Linked DNA regions of Sus scrofa: all the other regions are linked to region 2. The links are chromatin contacts, called in public HiChIP or PLAC-seq maps. All regions are on one chromosome and are shown on one strand. Each heading gives the region's core, a stretch centred on a gene start, on an enhancer-like site or on the middle of the called end of the contact. The rest is flanking DNA. Distances are from core to core; before and after follow the strand shown.

The links. HiChIP or PLAC-seq counts read pairs in DNA pulled down with a chosen protein or histone mark.
Region 1: a contact with region 2 is called in an H3K27ac HiChIP or PLAC-seq map of skeletal muscle. The contact joins the promoter of TRIO here to the enhancer-like site in region 2. A contact is called at or near these places in 1 of 5 promoter capture datasets (liver), 19 of 47 Hi-C or Micro-C datasets (alveolar macrophages, brain, embryonic fibroblasts and 10 more) and 2 of 2 datasets of contacts at active chromatin or transcription factors (alveolar macrophages and skeletal muscle).
Region 3: a contact with region 2 is called in an H3K27ac HiChIP or PLAC-seq map of skeletal muscle. The contact joins two enhancer-like sites. A contact is called at or near these places in 5 of 47 Hi-C or Micro-C datasets (embryonic fibroblasts and skeletal muscle) and 2 of 2 datasets of contacts at active chromatin or transcription factors (alveolar macrophages and skeletal muscle).

What each region holds. Positions count from the first base shown.
Region 1 is chr16:3,689,413-3,692,112 of Sscrofa11.1, reverse strand. It overlaps TRIO (triple functional domain protein), which reads right to left and starts at 1,273. Exons shown (of 56, transcript XM_021077142.1): 1 at 1-1,273.
Region 2 is chr16:3,562,403-3,565,102 of Sscrofa11.1, reverse strand. No RefSeq gene overlaps it. Among named protein-coding and RNA genes, the nearest start is that of TRIO, 130 kb to the left of the region's middle. Within about 2 kb of position 1,347, at least 69 of the 83 cell types and tissues checked have an H3K27ac peak or open chromatin away from gene starts, as enhancers often do. A contact at or near this core is called in alveolar macrophages, brain, embryonic fibroblasts and 6 more, where this site is marked.
Region 3 is chr16:3,650,431-3,653,130 of Sscrofa11.1, reverse strand. No RefSeq gene overlaps it. Among named protein-coding and RNA genes, the nearest start is that of TRIO, 39 kb to the left of the region's middle. Within about 2 kb of position 1,275, at least 29 of the 83 cell types and tissues checked have an H3K27ac peak or open chromatin away from gene starts, as enhancers often do. A contact at or near this core is called in embryonic fibroblasts and skeletal muscle, where this site is marked.

The DNA of each region.
Region 1 (2,700 bases), core at 24-2,523, 130 kb before region 2:
TTTCCAATCCAGTTAAAAATAAACATTGTCAGGGAGGAGAGCAGGGATTATAAATAGCTGGGGACTGGCCACTGCTCCCTCCTGGCTCTGTCCTTCCAGGTTTTCTGGGTCATGCCCCCCTGGAGGAATGTCACTGGTTAATGTGGTCAGATGGCCTGGTGTCACCCGCTTCACAGGATGGCCAAGGTCCCTCCTTCTCACATCAGGCCAATTCTCCCCAAGCCCCAGCATCGTAGAAGGCCAAGTGGAAATACTGTGGCAAGGAGGCACGCAGCAGGCAATTTAGGCCAAGCCAATATCCATCTAAACAAAAGGAATTCTGGCAGCCCAAATACGGCTGGCCCAGCACTTCAGGGCAAATGCCCACGTGGGAGGTTGGGGTCAGACACGTTCATCCTCAGCATTTTTCTCTGGGACAGCTCCACCAGAGGTAATCTAGGTTTGGGAGGCCAGCCATCCTCATCAAAACCAGTGACTATCATTAATGGCAGAGCCATCTCTAGAAAGAACTAAAGACTGCTGCCCCATCTCTATTTTCCTGTCTGTTTTTGCCAAAACAGTACAAGGAAGTCTTTATTGAAAATACTTGTGAACTTGTATTGTAAGCCTGGGAACAACTGAAGCAAGAGACAGACCCAGAATTAAAAGCAAGAAAAGAGCTCTCAGTAAATGACGGAGCTTCCACTAAGGTGTCCCTGAGCAGTTCCTGTGGACCAGCCCTGCCGCAGGTTTAGCTTATAAAACCCACTGTCTAAGGAGGGCACAGGAGGGTGACCAAATGCACACACCAGGAAAGAGGAAATGACTTTAAAGTTCAGCCTGAGGGTGGGGTCCGGCCTAAGCCACCTGGGGCTACTAAAAGCAAGTCAGGACAGGGCAACCTCGGCCGCAAGAGGAGGAGAACCAAGAGGAGAAACTGTGGAGAGAAGGGGAGCCCCAGATTCTGTATATAAACTTGGCCCAAACCTCTGGCTGCCCACCGAGCCAGCACGTTGGGGGCAGGTTCCAAGCAGCTCCTGCTCCACATGAAGGGTAAGGACCTAAGTCCAGACTGGAATGGCACCCACTGCAGAGCCCAGCAGGCAGAAACAAGCCCACAGACTGCAACAAAACCAGCACCTTTTGGAGGAATCTGACAGAATCTGGTCGCTACAACATATTACTGAACAAAACAAAGAATGGGTAGATCAGTAACCATCCTTTCCATGGACGACTTAACACAGGAATGAAGGGCTCTGTGTTAAGGATGCAACCATGACACTGACAATCATCAGAGACTTTGTGCAAAGATGGCAGCAAACACATCTGGACGCTGACCCTGAGGTCCAGGTCCAGGGCCTTGGCAGCACTACCCAGCCGGCTGTGAAAGGGCTCGGCAACCCAGGCCTCCAGATCGCCAGGCCGGTTTGCTTTCCAATACACCATGCTTTGTGCTGGCAGCACCCCAAGCTCTTAAAACAGTGGCTATTTATAAAAGGCAGAACAAGAGCCAAGGTTCTGCAATTTCATCCTTAAGGTTCCTTCAAAACTCTTGAATGGACACAATGTAGTCTCAGCAATTCATCACAGGTCATTGGGTAATCCACTCCATGTGTCTGCAAAGACTGATTACACCTCAACTCCAACCGAGGTGGAGAGAGATGGCAGTGGGGTAAATGCAAAGAACAGTTAGGGGAGCTCCTGTTGTGGCTCAACCAGTTAAGAACTAGACAAGTATCCACGAGGATGAGGGTTTGATCCTTGGCCTTGCCCGGTAAGTTAAGAATCTGACGTTGCTGTGAGCTGCAGTGTAGGTTGCTGATACAGCTCGGATCCAGTGTTGTTGAGGTGTAGGCCTCAGCTGTAGCTCTGATTTGACACCTAGCCCAGAAACTTCCATATGTTGCAGGTGTGGCCATTAAAAAAAAAAAAAAAAAAAAAAAAAAAAAAGGAATTAGGCACCAGGGCAGCCCTCACAGAGACAAGCTCATAAATACCTAGAGAAAAATGTACAGTATGAAAGACTCTGTAAGCAGCACAAAGTACTACAGGACCCAGGCAATGGAGAAAGCAGATCAAATGACAGAAATACTGGGAAGGAGGAAGCTGTAGCTGTGATCCCAATCTACAGGTATTTGAAAATATCAGATAAGAAAATGCATGCTTCCTACTGGTCCCTCGTAGCCTATGCCCCAAGATGCCCTGGTCAGAACACAGCAGAACCCTGGGACTCTGCCAACTCGGAACTCCACCTATTTATTAACACCCCTGATGGAGTGAAGGATGCTAGTTAGAGAGGCTATGTCACAGGCTATCCCACAGGAAGAATATCCTACCGATGTGAGAACAAAGTCAAGAACACAAAACTTGACAATGAAAACCTCCATCTCCCACATTCCACTGTTAGCTACAGACTCACTCCCATGTATCCTTAGTTTCTTTAAAATGTAGTTGCTTTTGCCTGTCGGTCCCTGAATTGCCCTCTGAAATTGAGACTCACAGTTTTCTAGAGGAAGAAAGGCACATGACTCAATGGCTACATTGGTGTTGAAATGCATTAAATTCTATTGTGATATATGTACGTGCCTGAACATAGACTGGAATATAAATTCCAAATGCTTTTACCACATATTTTTGCTAAATATGTCACAAAAAAGAGATTTTTGTTTTGTTTTGGCCTAGAACACAGCATGCACAAGTTCCTGCGCCAAGGATGGAACC
Region 2 (2,700 bases), core at 98-2,597:
TGGGCGGCAGATATTATGGCTGCCCGTTTCACAGAAGTGTAGATCGAGGCTGGGGAGGTGACAGGCTAGAGTACCGGGCGAAGAAACCCGCTGCATAAGGGACTGGGGAGGGGCCAGGTACAAATCGGCCACGGAGACCGACCCAGAGTAGAGCCCGCTTTTCCCGGCCTGGCCCCTCCGCCCCCGTCCGGCCGGCCTTCGGGGCAGGGGCCTCCGCCCTCGCCGTCCCCGCCGCCGCCTCCTCGGCCCTCCCGCGAAAGAAACAAAGAGCCGGCGCCCCAACCCGAAGAACTGTAGCCGCCGGGGCGGGCGACGGTGAGATTTTGCCCTGGAACGAGGGGCGGGCGCAGGAAAGGCGAGCCGGCGGTGCCTGGGTCTAACAGCGGCGCTTGGGGCAGCGTGGGGTGCCGGACCCGCGGGTTTGGGGCCGGGAGCCCCGGCGCCGGGCAGTGGCCTGGCGAGCGCGCGCCGGGACCGAACGACAGGCGAACACCGGGCGCGCCGGGGCCCGCGGACCGCGCCTCCACGGCAGGGGTGGCGGAGCGCGCGGGCAGCGGCAACAGTTGCACTCACCGGATCGGAAGAAGGCCGCGATGTCGGCCAGGTCCTTGGCCGCCTCTTCTGCCCCTTCGCCGGCGCCGCCCCCGCAGCCCGAGCCCGCCGCGCTGGCCGTGGCGGCGGGGCCGGAGGACGCGGCGGGGGCGGCAGCGCCGCCGCTGCTGCTGCCGCTCATGGCTGCGGCAGCGCCCGCGGCCGCGCCCGGCTCGGGCCCCGCGTCCCTAGCGCCGCGCGCCGCCCGCTCCGCGCCCGGCCTGGCGGCGCCGATCGCCCAGCTGCCCCGGCCCGGCGCGTGGACGCAGAGCCCCGGGGCGGCGGCGGCGGCGGGCGGCGGCGGCGGCGGCGGCGGCTCGGCCTGAGGAGCGCGCCCACATAGACGAGGACTCCGCCCGGGAGCCGCGAGCCGGCGGTGGGGCGAGGGCGCGGAGCCACGGCCTCGGCGGCGCCGGCCGGAGCGCGGGCAGTAACGCGCGCCGCGCTGAACACGCAATCTCGAGGGCGGGGGCCCGTGGCCGGCGGGAGCTCCGGGATCACGGGCGCCGGCGGCAGCCGCGAGCCTCCATCTTGATTTCAAATGGGGAAGGAAGGAGGGGGAGGGGGGAAATCACGGCTGAGGGAACCCGGGTGAAAGGAAAAGGGAGAGCAGGGAAAGGAGAGGAAGGAAAAAAAGAGGGGCTTCGGGAATTTCCGGCGAGAATCGTCAGGGGCCCGAGCTTGGGCTCGGCGGGTGGGCGGGGCCTGCAGTGGGCCGGGCCTGGCAGGAGGGGCGGGGCCGCACCCGGTGCCGGGAGCTGAGAGAGCTCAAGCGTTCCGCCTGGTCCCTCTCCTGCTCCGGCAGCTGCAACCCTGGGGAGGTGCCGGAACGCTCTAACCAGCGGAGGCGGTTTCCAGGCCCGGCGTTGCGCCCCCAGCCGGGCGCTCTCTCCTGCTGCGTGAGACCGACCTCCGAGCACTCGAGCTGTTTATCTCGCCCGCGGGTTCGGCTGACTCCGGCACAAGGCCGGCGTGTTTCTCGATGGCGCAGCGCGGGCACTGGCACGTAGTCGGGGTTCCATAGTAGTTGTGGAATGAAGAGAGAGAGCATGAAAACGGCGTGTATATACTCCAGTCCCGGAGCGAGGAGGACAAGCCTCTGAACTCTTGGAGGACGTCTGCTCGCCTGTAACATGACATTCCGGACTCTGGCTCCTCAGTCCCTACTTCACCGAAATGGAGAGAATAGGGAAGGTGATAGTGGCTGAAGAGACCAAAGGAAATTAGGGGTAGATGACATTCAGCTTTACGGCAGATCCGTGTCAAGCCAGCATCTGACAAATATTCAAGTACAAACCGCCTCTGAGGTGGCTGCAAGCGAAGTGGCCAGAAGGTATGGGTGTCAGAGGTTAAAGGATCCAATGCTGCCAAAAGCAAGGAGAGCCCGAAACAAGACTGTTAAAAAAAAAAAAAATGGTGGATGAAACCACTGTACATGTATATTAGAAATGAACAATTAAGTACATGAATGGCGGGTGGTGGATACCAGGTTTTTCATTGTAAATGAGGAAGGCTAGAATGATCTATCTGGTACAGGGTTGGACACATGAGTATGAACTCATGTTTAGCTTAATATAGACACAGATGGATATATAAAAAGACTTACAGATATGTGTATATCTACATATGTTTCCTTGCTCTGTCAGCTAAGTGGGCTTAGAAATAATACTCCTATAGCAGGATACACACCTGACACTCAGATCTTGTTATTAACATCATTCTTCAATAAAAGGAACCCAGGCTCCTCAGGGAAATGGCTGACTCTAGGACTGGGGCAGAAAATGTACAAGAGAGCATGGAGCATCTTGTGCCAGAAGGTAAGGAAGTGCTCAAAAAAATTTTTTTTAACTAACAACCAGAGCAATGATGGGGAAGGGAAGGTCTGTCAAAAGGACAAAGGAACCAATTGAAAGCTCCCAGTGACCAAAGCTAGAACAATGTGAGCGGCAAAATAAATAAGGCAATGCTTGGTTATTCCAGTTATTCCCAAACTATAAAATAAATATCCATGAATCTGATATAATTCAGTGACTGAATAAGTCATTGAGCATGAAGAGAGAAGAGACATTCCAATGCAGAATTCCAAATCATTTGGAATTTCAAAGAGAT
Region 3 (2,700 bases), core at 26-2,525, 88 kb before region 2:
CATCATCACTCCTTGCATTTAGATAAAGAGTTTGTTTGGCTGACATTTTTTTTTTCCCACAGCAAGACTCAAGGAAGGAAGCGGCTGGGGGACTTAGAGATACACACTGCCCTGGCAGACCAGCACTTCCAGTACCACTGCTCTTCCTTACACCTAAGCACCCACGTACTTAAACGTTTACAAGTTACACGTATTTCTTCTCTGGTAGTTAAAGCATGTTTTGATTTTTTAAATTACTCATTAATTACATGGCAGGATAGTACCTAAAGCATTACACAATATATCATAAACCTGGGATGGTAGGTCTGTGGGAGTTGGGAACCACCCACTGTTGTGAAGAAATCTCCTCGATCCAGCCTTGAACACTGTCTTCCTAAAGGTACAGCGAAACCCAGCAAGGAGGGCATGATTACCTGGACTGTTCCAAGATGGTGAAAATTACATCACCCCCAACTTAAACGAAATTTCTAGTGACTAAGAACCTGTCTGCTGAGATGTTACTATTTCACTTCACTCAGAAGTGAGAAAAAGAGGGAGACCCCCACTCTCCTCCCATGTCTTAATACTAACGAAAGATCCTGCAAACAAGAACCCACAAGCCCATTCTCCCTGAACACTGCTTCTGAACTATCGCTGCAGGCTGAGTAGCTGCAACAGAGACCATATGGGTCCACAAAACTTAATCTGGTCCACAAAGCTGACAATCTGGCACTTCGAAAAAAAGTACCTACTCCTGTTCTAGATCAAACATACTTTGATGTTTTATTTTTATCTTAAATCTATTTTAAACATATAAAATCTATATCTCATAATCAATATTATAAATTTAAACATTATGGGGGACGTCTCAGATAAGCAGGATGGTTTGAACTTCCTTGTTAAATACATCTTAATTTTAGTCTCTTTGATTTCATGAACGCGTGTCTAAAATTTCCTGTCTGGATTCTGGTTTGTCACAGCCTGCAATCAGAATGGTCTGACCCCATCAATTATAATTTGATACATTCAAACATTAATAGGAGAGAAAACTTTTCTATCAAGTAAATTCCTCTAAAGTCAAAAGAGCTCTGTAAATACAAGTGGTGATAAAGCAGGGATGGATTTCATTCTAAAGAGCTTATTCAAACCGATGGGATTTGTGCCCATGTAAATTACCGCAGTTAAATCCACAGGCAACCTCCGGAAAGCTGCAAGAAACAGGAGCTGTACAGTGAGGTTTTTCTAGTCACAACTCTCTGGGCTTCGAGCCTGGGAATGTGAAACTGTGAGCTGCTGCCCCTTTGCTGGGAGCTCTCTCTCCAACATTCCCAGGTCAGCTGTCGGCTCACTCCCAGTACACAGTCTGTCAACCACAGGCTCACTTGTTCACGGCCACAAATGAGCCGTCCGCTTCGAAAACAGCTTCTGCTCGCGAGTTCAGCGTAGACCTCAGGAGGATTGAGCGGGAACTCGAGTCTCCGGCTTGGCAGGTCTTCTCACTGTCACAGCTGTCAAGAAGGACTCTGTTCCTGGCATATTTCCACATAGCACTTCAGAGCTAAAACTCCAGGTGCAGAAACTTACATTAAGACACACAGACACAATTTCCCCCCAGGTCTAATCAGGCAGTAATGAAAATGAACCTTTTTCTCCTTTTTCCTCGTTGGGGACAGAGGTGGGGGTGGGGTTTCCTTCATTCAGAAATTTGCCATCAAAAACCCAGGCAAGGCCCAGCTCTCACTCACTAACTAACCTGCCTGTCCTCTGAACCCTGGGGAGCACAGACCGCAACTCTCAGGGGCCTCTATGACAGACAACTTTGCTAAATATTAATATCGGCTGTACTCATTGTGAGTGTCAAACTTCACAAATATGATAATAGCAAAACTGGATTCTAACTTCACTCTGAAGAGATTTTTTCCATCACAACAGAAAACTAACTTTATTCTTACAGAGTAACTTCTCAGTTGAGATCAATGAACAAAGCTCAAGTTGTTTCCCTAAATTTCATTATCTACACTAAACAATTTAGGTGTCAGAGTCATTATCAGATGACTTGAACCCTCCCAATACAATCTCACCATATTGCAGACAAGGTTAAAAGCAGGCAGGGCTCTAGTATGTGCACAGAGGTCTTCCTCCCCAACCACGTGTCTCAGAGGCTGTGCCTTTGATGGCCCATTCCCTACAGAGCCAAGAGGAACAGTCCTGAGCACACAACAGACCTGGGAACACACTCACTGCTGGACTGCATTAAACACAAAAACCAGAGCAAGTCTCTGAGTAAAATCAATCTGCGCTCAAACCTGAAATCAAGTGGATGGGCAGGCATCTGGGTCTCGCTGAAGATTCTGCTTCACACAGCACCAGGATGCCCGTTCCTTATCACTAAGGCCAAGAGGGTGTTGTTCCTAGACTTTCTCCTCGTGCTGTGATTTACAGAAGACATCCCCCTTTAACTTTCCAAGAGGTGATCTCAGAGTCAGTCCCTTCCCTTTGTGACACTGCAGGAGCTGAAGGCTTTCTGGGGATAGGACCAGAATGCCTGCAATTCCTCAAGGCCCGAGGGGTGTGAACAAAGCCTGGCCTGAACACCAAGGGCTCAAAATGATACAGTAATTCCTATTTCTGCCTGTCCTCCCCAAAGCTGTCTTCTGCCTCAACTCTTGGCTTCACAGGGGCTGTGAGTTAATGAAGGTTTCCTGGCCTGAGGACACGCAC